2 separate regions of the Ovis aries genome follow, and region 2 is linked to region 1. The links are chromatin contacts, called in public Hi-C maps. All regions are on one chromosome and are shown on one strand. The core of a region is the stretch at or near the end of the contact, and the rest is flanking DNA. Distances in the headings are between cores, read along the strand shown. Region 1 overlaps LOC101122517 (phosphatidylcholine translocator ABCB4). Region 2 has its middle 24 kb from the start of TMEM243.

Region 1 (4,984 bases), core at 1,189-3,688:
CCAGGGAAGCCCTAAGATAGCCTCTTTAATCCCTGCTTCAGATAAACAAATCTAAACATGGTGAGAAACCAGGGCTGAGGATCTCGTGCCTAGAATTTACAAGAAAGAGCCATGTCCAGCCCAGCTCCGCCACCCTTTGTGAGAGGAGTGGCCCCATCAGGGAGCACGTGCTGGGAGCACAGGTTGTGAGGAGTGGGGGATGGACCCGCAGGCGCCACGGTCTCAGGTGAAGCTGGCAGTGAGCTCGGTTGCAATTTGGATAAGCCCTGCCCCCACTGGTGCGCTTTCTGGGCACAGCTGGGAGGGGTCCTGTGGGCTCCCAGTGTGTGCTCAGGGCAGGGACCCGAGCTCCCCACCACATGGGAGGTCTCCCCTAAACTCCAACACCCGAGTTCAGAGTGGGTACTTCCTCAGCACTGAGAGTTTGAGATGTTTCATCCGATTTTTCTCTGCTTGTTTTAATCTGGAACTAATTTAAAGGTGTATTGTGTGCCTTAGGACATGAGCTGGTTTGATGATCATAAAAACAGTACTGGTGCACTTTCTACAAGACTTGCGATGGATGCCTCCCAAGTCCAAGGGGTATGTAGACCTCATTCTACTACTGATTTTCTTTAACTTGGTTTGGGATAAACATATGGCATAGCTGCCACTGTTAAGCTGCCTCAGCTGCAAATAACAGACAACTCAAACTGGCCTGAACAACAAAGAGGAAGGTTGACGGATCCATTGGTTCACAAGTGTCCAGAAGGACCGAGGACTCTGTCTGTTGACTCTGAGCAGCTTTCAGTCCTCAGAATTGGCTTCACCCTGAGGCTCCTTCCGTTGTGGCCGCAAGGTGGCTTCTGGGAGCAACTGGAGCTATAAGCATCCCACGAAAGAGAAGGCATACCTGGACCTCAACCACCAAACCAACACCCTTTAAATCTAATTTAATTTGGGTCACATACCCAATCCTGAACTAATAACTGGCTCAGGAGGATGCTGCCCTCTCCCTGGCTTTCGCCCCCAACCTTGGAGCTGAGGCCTGTTACACAAAGCTCATTGCTTCTGCACAATGCAAGATGTCACCTGTGATGTCCCTATGACATCCCTCTTTTTCTGATTGGTGGAAACAGTACTTCATCTTTATGAAGGCTTTCCAGAAGATGGCCTCTTAGGATCTGTACCCTTTGCAACTGATGGTCTGTTGGAGTTCGTGAGCCTCCCTCTTATACATGTGAAGCAAACAGGCTTTAAAATGACAAGAGTGTCCAAGGTTTATTTGCTCTTTAAACATTGCCTTCAGGAAAAAGTGTATGTGCCCCATAGCCTCTCCCCAAAGCAGAGCAATGGTGACTTGGTTCTGTGATGCTGAATCCATGTGGCCAGGAAAGGAGTGAGAGTTGAAAGGCACAGACAGAGACTAACCTGCAGAGCCTCCCAAGTGATGCATGAGACTACTTTGGGCACCTGATGCGAAGAGCCAACTCGTTCGATGCTGGATAAGATTAAGGACAGGAGGAGAAGGGGGCGATAGAGGACTAGATGGTTGCATGGCATCGTAGACTCAATAGACATGAGTATGAGCAAATTCTGGGAGATAGTAAACGACAGGGAGCCTGGCATGCTGCAGTCCATGGGGTCGCGAAAGAGTTGGACACGACTGAGCAACTAAACAATAACAACAATCTTGGGTTTATTGTAATGAAAGAGAGCAAATGTTAGCACAGGCATAAATCCCTGTCTCATGGTTCTGACCAGGAGGTTGAAGGCTGTAGCTCACAGGTCTGCAACTTAAAATACAGCTCCCTCTCTTCTTTTGCTCATCCAGGCCATTGGGACCAGGTTGGCTCTGATTGCACAGAATACAGCTAACCTTGGAACTGGTATTATTATAGCATTCATCTACGGTTGGCAATTAACCCTTTTGCTGCTATCAGTTGTTCCAATTATTGCTGTATCAGGAATTGTTGAAATGAAATTGCTGGCTGGAAATGCCAAAAGAGATAAAAAGGAACTGGAAACTGCTGGAAAGGTGGGTCAAATAAGGCTTCAGTTGATATAAGTATGGTTGTTAAGACATGGGTTTTATTTGATTGATTTGTTACAACATGCATATTTTGATAATGTTAGTGCTCCCGACAACTAATAGTGGTCAGCACTGAGTATGAAATACCTTACTGTGTCAATGCCTAGAACTTGAAAATGGGATAATTAATGTAAAATTTTAGTGTATAGAAAGTGCTATAATTCAGAAAATTTCTGAGTTTTCAGAGTTCGTTTTACCTTTTACTTTGTACACTGATGCCATTGTTAGGACAAAGGTTACCCCTGTTTTACAGACAAAGAGTCCTTAAGGCAGAGAAATATGTGTACTGTTCTAAGTAGACAGTCCTGTTCTCGGTTGTGATTTCTGTAGTTAAGTTAGGCAGCCACCAGAGGGCAGTAATGCTCAGATTTGTGATTCTAATTGTAACGGCAATTGGGCACACACTTAAACTTGGACCTTACTTTGAGCCAGTTATTGTTCTAAGTATTTATATGTCCCAACTCATCCTCACAAGAATCCTATGAGTCAAGTACTAATGTTTTGCCAATTTTACAAATGCGGAACTCAAGAAAGAAACAAGTTAAAGGCATGGCTCGGATTCAAATCCTGGTCTACTTCAAAGTTCTTTACCATATAGCCTCTTCATATAGGTTTAAATGTGTCTAAGCCTACATTTTATTTACACATACATGTATTTAAATGTTAAGTGTAGTCAACAACCAGGAATTTTTTTACCCTTACTTATGTAAATATTATGCTACATTGAAACATTAAGAGGTGAAGAAATAGTGAAAATTGTGATGTAGTTTCTATAGCACAGCATTTGCAAAGCCTTTTCACAGACAATACTGCTTAGGCCTTAATAGAGTTGTGGTTACTCGAGGTGGGGCAGATAGCATGTCTCGCTCATGGGAAAGAAGAGCAGTCAGCATAATTCCCAGACTTCAGCTCTCAGGTACCCAGAGTCCTGGAAGACCCTCTTGGCTGCTGGCTGTGGCTCCTTTATGGCGTCATTTCCTTGTTTTGTTTGTCGCCACTAAAAACCATGCCAGAGTGTTTGTTTCCTTTCTCCTGAACCCTACTGCTTTTCACATTTCAGAAGGGAAATTGTCAGTAGGTAGAGTGGAGATCATTTTTTCTTAGACCAGTTACATGGAAGAAAACATCTTGAATCTAGTTAATAGAGCCTTACTTCTGTTAAAAATGGCTAATGACACTGAAAGTTGCCAGAGTTTTCTGGCAGGAGCAGGGCTGTTAGAATGGAACAGCTTGGCAAACAAAACGCCATTCTTGATCATCTGTCCTGGCCTTATCGCTGCTCAGTATATCATACTGGAGATCCCTCACTTCTCTGGCCCTCAGTTTTCACTTATATAATGTGAGAAATTGTACCAGATAATGTCCCAGGTTCCTTTCTGCTACTACTCTGTCATTTCAGGGATCAGAGGATGAACAGCTCACGTTGACCAGTCTGAAATATTTTTAGTAGCTGCTTTAACCTAATAAGGGTTTTGTTTTTTTAATGAGAGGTTAAAAATTATAAATGTTAATTATCAGCAATTCAATCATATTTCAATTTGGTTTATTCTGTCAACTCCTTATTAACCCAAAATGAGGGTTAGAAAGGTCTTGGAATCTCTGCCCCCCGACCCTTGCCCTCCGCTCTTCTGCCACACCACTGTTTTTTTTGTTGTTGTTGTTCTTTGTTTGTTTGTTTTTTAAGTTTTCATTGACCTGTGTGCAGATTAGTCATGGTTTGGGAACATGGGGACTTGGGATAATTTCCCATTTTCATTTTCCAGAAGAGGCTTAGTGATGAGGGTGTTGGTTGCTGGACTGGGAAGAGGGGAGGGAGGCTGTTTAGTCACCCTCTTGACTCAGGCCCTGCCTGCTGACTGAGATACGGGGCCTGCTGACCCAGAATGAACCCTCAAAGCACTTAATCCAGGGACCAGAAAATGAGAAGTTGAGTCAAAGTCCTAACAACTAGTTTCTCCTTGTGTAAATTGCAAAGCAGGGAAAGTAGAAGAGCATAATGGGTTAAGAGCAGGGCCTTGGCATCAAATAGCCTGGTAGGAAATCTTGTCCCACCTACTCATGAACTCTGGAGCCTTAGGCAAGGCTCTTCTCTGCTCTGTGCCTCAGCTCCTCACCTGTGCAAACAGGAATAAGAACATGAACCTCAACAGGGTTGTCACATGAGGTAATATCTGGCACAGAATAAAAGCCCATCTGTATTCTCTATTCTGGGGCTTCCAAGGCGGTTTAGCAGTACAGAATCCACCTGCAATTCGGGAGATGCAGGAGATGTGGGTTTGATCCCTGGATTGGGAAGATCCCCTGGAGAAGGAAATGGCAACCCACTCCAGTATTCTTGCCTGGGAAATCCCATGGACAGAGGAGCCGGGCAGGCTATAGTCCATGGGGTCACACAGAGTCGGACATGACTGAGCACATTCTCTATTCCGGCTGTGATTACTGTTAGATGTTTCATTTATAATAAAGATAAAAGGCTCTTCAGCTTGAAGTACTGACTATCTTTCTTTCATCGGGTTCCAGAAGCTGAGAACTGAGATAAAAGTCTCCAACCTAAGATTTCATTTTAGATTTTTGCCTCATGCTCCTTGTGCCAATGGTTTAGATGAATCAACTGCAGAACTCTGATTTAGGCTAAATAGCAGAGTCACAGACAGTTAACTTCAGTCAGGGGTGGTTTAGCTGTCACAATCAGAAAACTGCTCTGGTGGGTTTGGGTCAAAGGGTTTGCCATAAGGGCATGCGGGAGTGCGGGGAACACAGCTGATGGTAACTGCAGGGTCCCCAGGGTCCTCTCTTAGAGCCACTAGCTCTCTCATCTCTGAGTCTGTCTAGACATTTGTTCTGTTCCTCGGTCGCTGAATGTTCAGGCCAGCTTCCTACACTTGCCCTGGTGACCTTAACCTCTGTATCTGT
Region 2 (4,984 bases), core at 1,786-4,285, 140 kb after region 1:
CCTAACTCCACGCCCAGTCAGGAAATAAACTGCAAGCATTGTACTAAGAGTGCTGAAACAGTGTCTTGAGAGTCACCCTCTTATCTGAGAAGTTTCAAACTTTAAATCATCAGAGAGCCATGGAGAGAGTCCTGTTTAAGATAATTACTGATATGAGCATAAAACTTCCTCAGACTTGTAACAGTGTATTTTGAGGAAGGGCTTAGGGATAACTTTTCCAGTTTGTGGACATTTGTTATTGTTTTTCATTTAAAAAGTTTCAGGGAACCCATGTTAGAGAATGCTGACCTAGACCTTTTCTGGACACTCAGAGTGTGGTCGAAAAGCCAGAAGCACTAGTCCTGCCCTGGGAGCTGTTAACTGGGAGCTGTGAGGCTCTGAGTCAGAATGTACATTTTCACAAGATCCGCAGGTGGTTTCCGGGCAGCGGTCTAGACTGATAGATCATAAGTGCACCCCATCATAAGGGTGTGGGGGAGTTGCAGTGATGGAAGGAGCCTAGTGACCCTCAGGTGGGAGAGTCCACCCTGGGAGAAGTCGCTGGGCAGGCGAGGCTCACCGTGATCTTCCCCTTGAGCAGACGGTTACACAATTTTATAATATAGAAATATATTTCATATATATGTCATTTATGTTTGTCATTTCGGTGACATTATAGTTGGGAGGACACTGTCAGTCTGACTTCTTAAAACCAAACCGTTGTCCAGTAAAACAACAAGACTCTTCCTGAACTATATCAACCCCAAACTTGATACACACTTTCAGAAACTGGATCTTTGCCCAAGTTATACAACTTATTTTTAAAGAACATCAGAATGAGCTTGTGAATGAAAAAGTGTAGAATGGTGGAGAACAGGGGCCCTTTGGTTGAAAATCACTGGCCTCTCCTGTGAATGAGGGATACTTCCTGGTGGATTGTAGTTATGCTCATGGTATGTTTTCTAAAACGTTAGAACTAGTATTAGAATCAGCATTCATTTTCATACCAATGTAAACACAGCAGCAGCCTCACCAACTGTCTCCCTACTCAAGCAGTGAGCATCCTGACGCCTGGCTATCTGCATCTGGCTATTGAAAGCAGCAGAGCTTAACTCCAGAAACTGAAGTTTTAGGTTGTACTTACTTGTTGCCTCCTCATTACAGGATGAGGAGTGTTAAAAGGGAACGACCTTAGGGAAACAAGGAGACCCAATTATAAAAGGCAGGTTGGGAATTCCCATGATTCTCACCACTCATGGGACCCAAGACCAACCCAGGCCAACAATGACACCAGAGTGTCTTCACATTGTCCTGCCTGTTACAGGATCCAAGCCAGGCCCACTTCTCTTCAAAACAAGCTCTTATAGGGGCTTCCCTGGTGGCTTAGTGGTAAAGAACCTGCCTGCCAATGCAGGAGATGTGGCTTTGATCCCTGGTTCTAGAAGATCCCATGTGCCACAGGGCAGCTAAGCCCAGGCACCACGACCACTGAGCCTGTGATCTAGAGGCCAGGAACCGCAGCTAGTGAAAGCTGCACGCCCTAGAGCCCGTGCTCTGCACCAAGGGAAGCCACTGCAATGAGAGGCCCGCACAGCACAGCTAGAGAGCAGCCCCCAGTCCCTGCAGCTAGAGGAAGGCCCGTGCAGCAACAAAGACCCAGCACAGCCAAATAAATAAAATTATTACCAAGAAAACCCAATGCCAAGCTTCTGTAGCTCAAGAGCCAGCTCGTCATTTCCCTACTCCTGATTTGGTGATTTGGCTGGGCTTTTCAGGCCAGCCCCATTCTCCAGGTCACCGTTTTGGTAATGGAGCTGAGAGGTCATGTCTTTCTAGTGCCTCATTCCTCAGCTGTCCTGAACTTTAGAGGAAAGGATAACATCACCAACATAAAACTGTTGCTCCTGTAACTGGCTTTGCTGAAGAGCCAAGACTAGAGATATTTCGACGTAAGGGAAAAACTTTAAATTATATGCAAATTATAACTGTGCCCACATCACAGGTCTTAAAAAAAAAAAAAAAATAGTTAAGCCCTTCTGTGGACACAGCCTCTTTCCCTGTCCTGGTATTCACTCACCTCTTCAGAAAGAGGGAAGATACTTCAGTATCTCACGGTACAAACTGCACCCCATACTTCAGTAAAATCCCTAACACGGCTAAAGTTTGAGTCCCCATCTCATCCACAATAGCATATATTTTCTTAACATTACAATATTATTTATTCAATACAGATCTGTTGAGTGTTTACTCTGAGCAAACAGTGGTGAAAGAAAAAACAGTAAGCTCTGGGTTGCTGGAACTTTTTTCTCATGTGATGAGGATGATAAGAGAGCTTTGGAAACACTATATACTTTCCTAGAAAATATCATTTCAATAACTTCAGGAAGGGATGGAATATATTAACATAAGCAAGAATCAGAAGAGCCGATCTGACTCCTAATTGGAATGATGTTGGGCAGGGCATTTCTCCTCTTCAGACTTTACTTGCCTTATCTGCTAAATGCAGTGGTTAAACTAGGTATTTCCCAAGGACAAAACTCTAATAAATCCCAGTGGCACCTTGGAGACACGACTGACCATAGGATGAGTCTTCAAATCTTAATATAGAATGATGGGAGGTACTCTAGCAGATTGGTCCCATGTGGGCTTGACCCTCCAAGTCTTCTGGTCTCCTTGGAGGATTCTCTGCAAACGTGAAATGGGGGCACCTGTTCCATCTCATGGCAGGTTCCTAATGGACCTCTTCCCCACTACACATATGCACCCTTCAGGGAAACCTGTGAGAAAGAGCAGAGTCTAAACCCATATGAAGGATGAGAACCGTTGCTCTGAATACAGCCTCTCTGGAAGATGCCCCTTTGCTCAAGGGAGAGAGCTCTCCACCATGTCATTTCCTCTTTGTTCATTTCTCTGCTTCCAGAATTTGCCCAGAAATCTATTAATATTCTCATATTAAAAAATCAGGCCCATTTTTAGTCTCAGTAGAGAGTATAATACTAGTGCGTCCCCTTTAGCCGTACAAAGTCCAAACAGAAGCATTGATCATCAGTTTGTCTTCACTTGGGACCAGATCTTAGTTCTGGGACACAAGTCTCTATAAGCAGAGGATGAGCGGTTTAAAGAATGCTTCCCCCTCAGTTTGGAGTGCTCCCAGAGGGGCTGCGTTGATAGCCTCAGGGTTCTTTTCCCTGCATAACAGAACCTCTGTGGAGTTTATGAAGGCCATTTACTGTGGCCATTTTTTCCCCCAGGGAAGAAAATAATCCAAAGCGAAATTGCCACGTACATTGGTAGCAGTCTGCTCTGCCTTCGAGCCTGCTTCCTGCCCACTGCTGAGAACCATTGCTTTCACCACATCAGACCCTCTGGCATAGGTGGTGAGACCACGTGGCTTCAGCCTCTGAAGCAGTCCACCTAATGCCAAACGTAGGCTTAACTTTCTTAGCATTTTGACAGAATTACTTACTGAGACTATATTTTCTACAATGACTCAATGTTGAATGAAAGCAAAACATACATTGCTGTCCACTTTGGGGAAAGTTTCCAGCATGTAACATATCACCGAGAATCATCAAATACCTGACTATAAAAGGAAGTAATTTTAAAGGGACTTCAAGAAGTAATCTAAAAAGCTGACAAATCTCCTCCTGGTAATGACATGGCAAAAATATACACCTGAGAACAGCCTGGTTACTAATTACTAGGTTGCAGATTTAAAGAAATAGATTCAGTGAGGAGTGGCTCTGATTCTCCTGCGGGGGCCGGCAGTGGTGGAGCGGCACCTACTGGCATGTGAGAGTACTGCATGCCAGCTGGCCACCCCCAGTCCCCCATGCCCCCCAACCCCAACCCCACCTTGAGGAGGCCTTCCGTCAGGTTCAGTCTCTTGTGGGGACATTGCTCCTTTCTCCTGGCTCCTGGTGTGCACAAGGGAACATTTCATGCAAAGATGGGCACAATAAAGGACAAAAACACTATGGATCTAACAGAAGCAGAAGATATTAAGAAGAGGTGGCAAGAATACACAGAACTATGCAAAAAAGATCTTCATGACCCACATAACCATGATGGTGTGATCACTCACCTAGAGCCAGACTTCCTGGAGTGCAAGTGGGCCTTAGGGAGCATCACTACAAACACAGCTAGTGGAAGTGATGAAGTTCCAGTTGAGCTGTTTCAAATCCTAAAAGACGATGCTGTGAAAGTGCTACACTCAATATACCAGCAAATTTAGAAAACTCAGCAGTGGCCACAGGACTGGAAAAGCTCAGTTTTCATTCCAATCCCAAAGAAAGGCAATGCCAAAGAATGTTCAAACTACTGCACAATTGCACTCATCTCACACGCTAGCGGAGAAGGCAATGGCACCCTACTCCAGTACTCTTGCCTGGAAAATCCCATGGATGGAGGAGCCTGGAAGGCTGCAATCCATGGGGTCGCTGAAGGTCCGACACGACTGAGTGACTTCACTTTCACTTTTCACTTTCATGCATTGGAGAAGGAAATGGCAACCCACTCCAGTGTTCTTGCCTGGAGAATCCCAGGGATGGGGAAGCCTGGTGGGCTGCCGTCTATGGGGTCACACAGAGTCGGACATGACTGAAGTGACTTAGCAGCAGCAGCACACGCTAGCAATGTAATGCTTAAAATTCTCCAAGCTAGCCTTCAACAGTACGTGAACAAACAACTTCCATATGTCCAAGCTGGATTTAGAAAAGGCAGAGGAACCAGAGATCAAATTGCCAACATCTGTTGGATTATCGAAAAAGCAAGAGAGTTCCAGAAAACATCTATTTCTGCTTTATTGACTATGCCAAAGCCTTTGACTATGTGGATCACCACAAATTGGAAAATTTTTAAAGAGATAGGAATACCAGACCACCTTACCTCCTCTTGAGAAATCTGTATGCAGGTCAACAAGTAACAGTTAGAACTGGACATGGAACAACAGACTGGTTCCAGACTGGGAAAGAAGTACATCAAGGCTGTATACTGTCACTCTGCT

The links. Hi-C and Micro-C count contacts between places; a contact is called where the count stands out from the background.
Region 2: a contact with region 1 is called in a Hi-C map of liver, with 4 times the contacts expected there. The contact joins two enhancer-like sites. A contact is called at or near these places in 9 of 16 Hi-C or Micro-C datasets (blood, hypothalamus, liver and 5 more).

Annotation. Positions count from the first base shown.
Region 1 is chr4:34,391,738-34,396,721 of ARS-UI_Ramb_v3.0, forward strand. LOC101122517 (phosphatidylcholine translocator ABCB4) reads left to right here. Exons shown (of 29, transcript XM_060414577.1): 21 at 499-582; 22 at 1,814-2,017. Among named protein-coding and RNA genes, the nearest start is that of CROT, 73 kb to the right of the region's middle. Within about 2 kb of position 2,439, at least 5 of the 54 cell types and tissues checked have an H3K27ac peak or open chromatin away from gene starts, as enhancers often do. A contact at or near this core is called in liver, where this site is marked.
Region 2 is chr4:34,528,551-34,533,534 of ARS-UI_Ramb_v3.0, forward strand. No RefSeq gene overlaps it. Among named protein-coding and RNA genes, the nearest start is that of TMEM243, 24 kb to the right of the region's middle. Within about 2 kb of position 3,036, at least 1 of the 54 cell types and tissues checked has an H3K27ac peak or open chromatin away from gene starts, as enhancers often do. A contact at or near this core is called in liver, where this site is marked.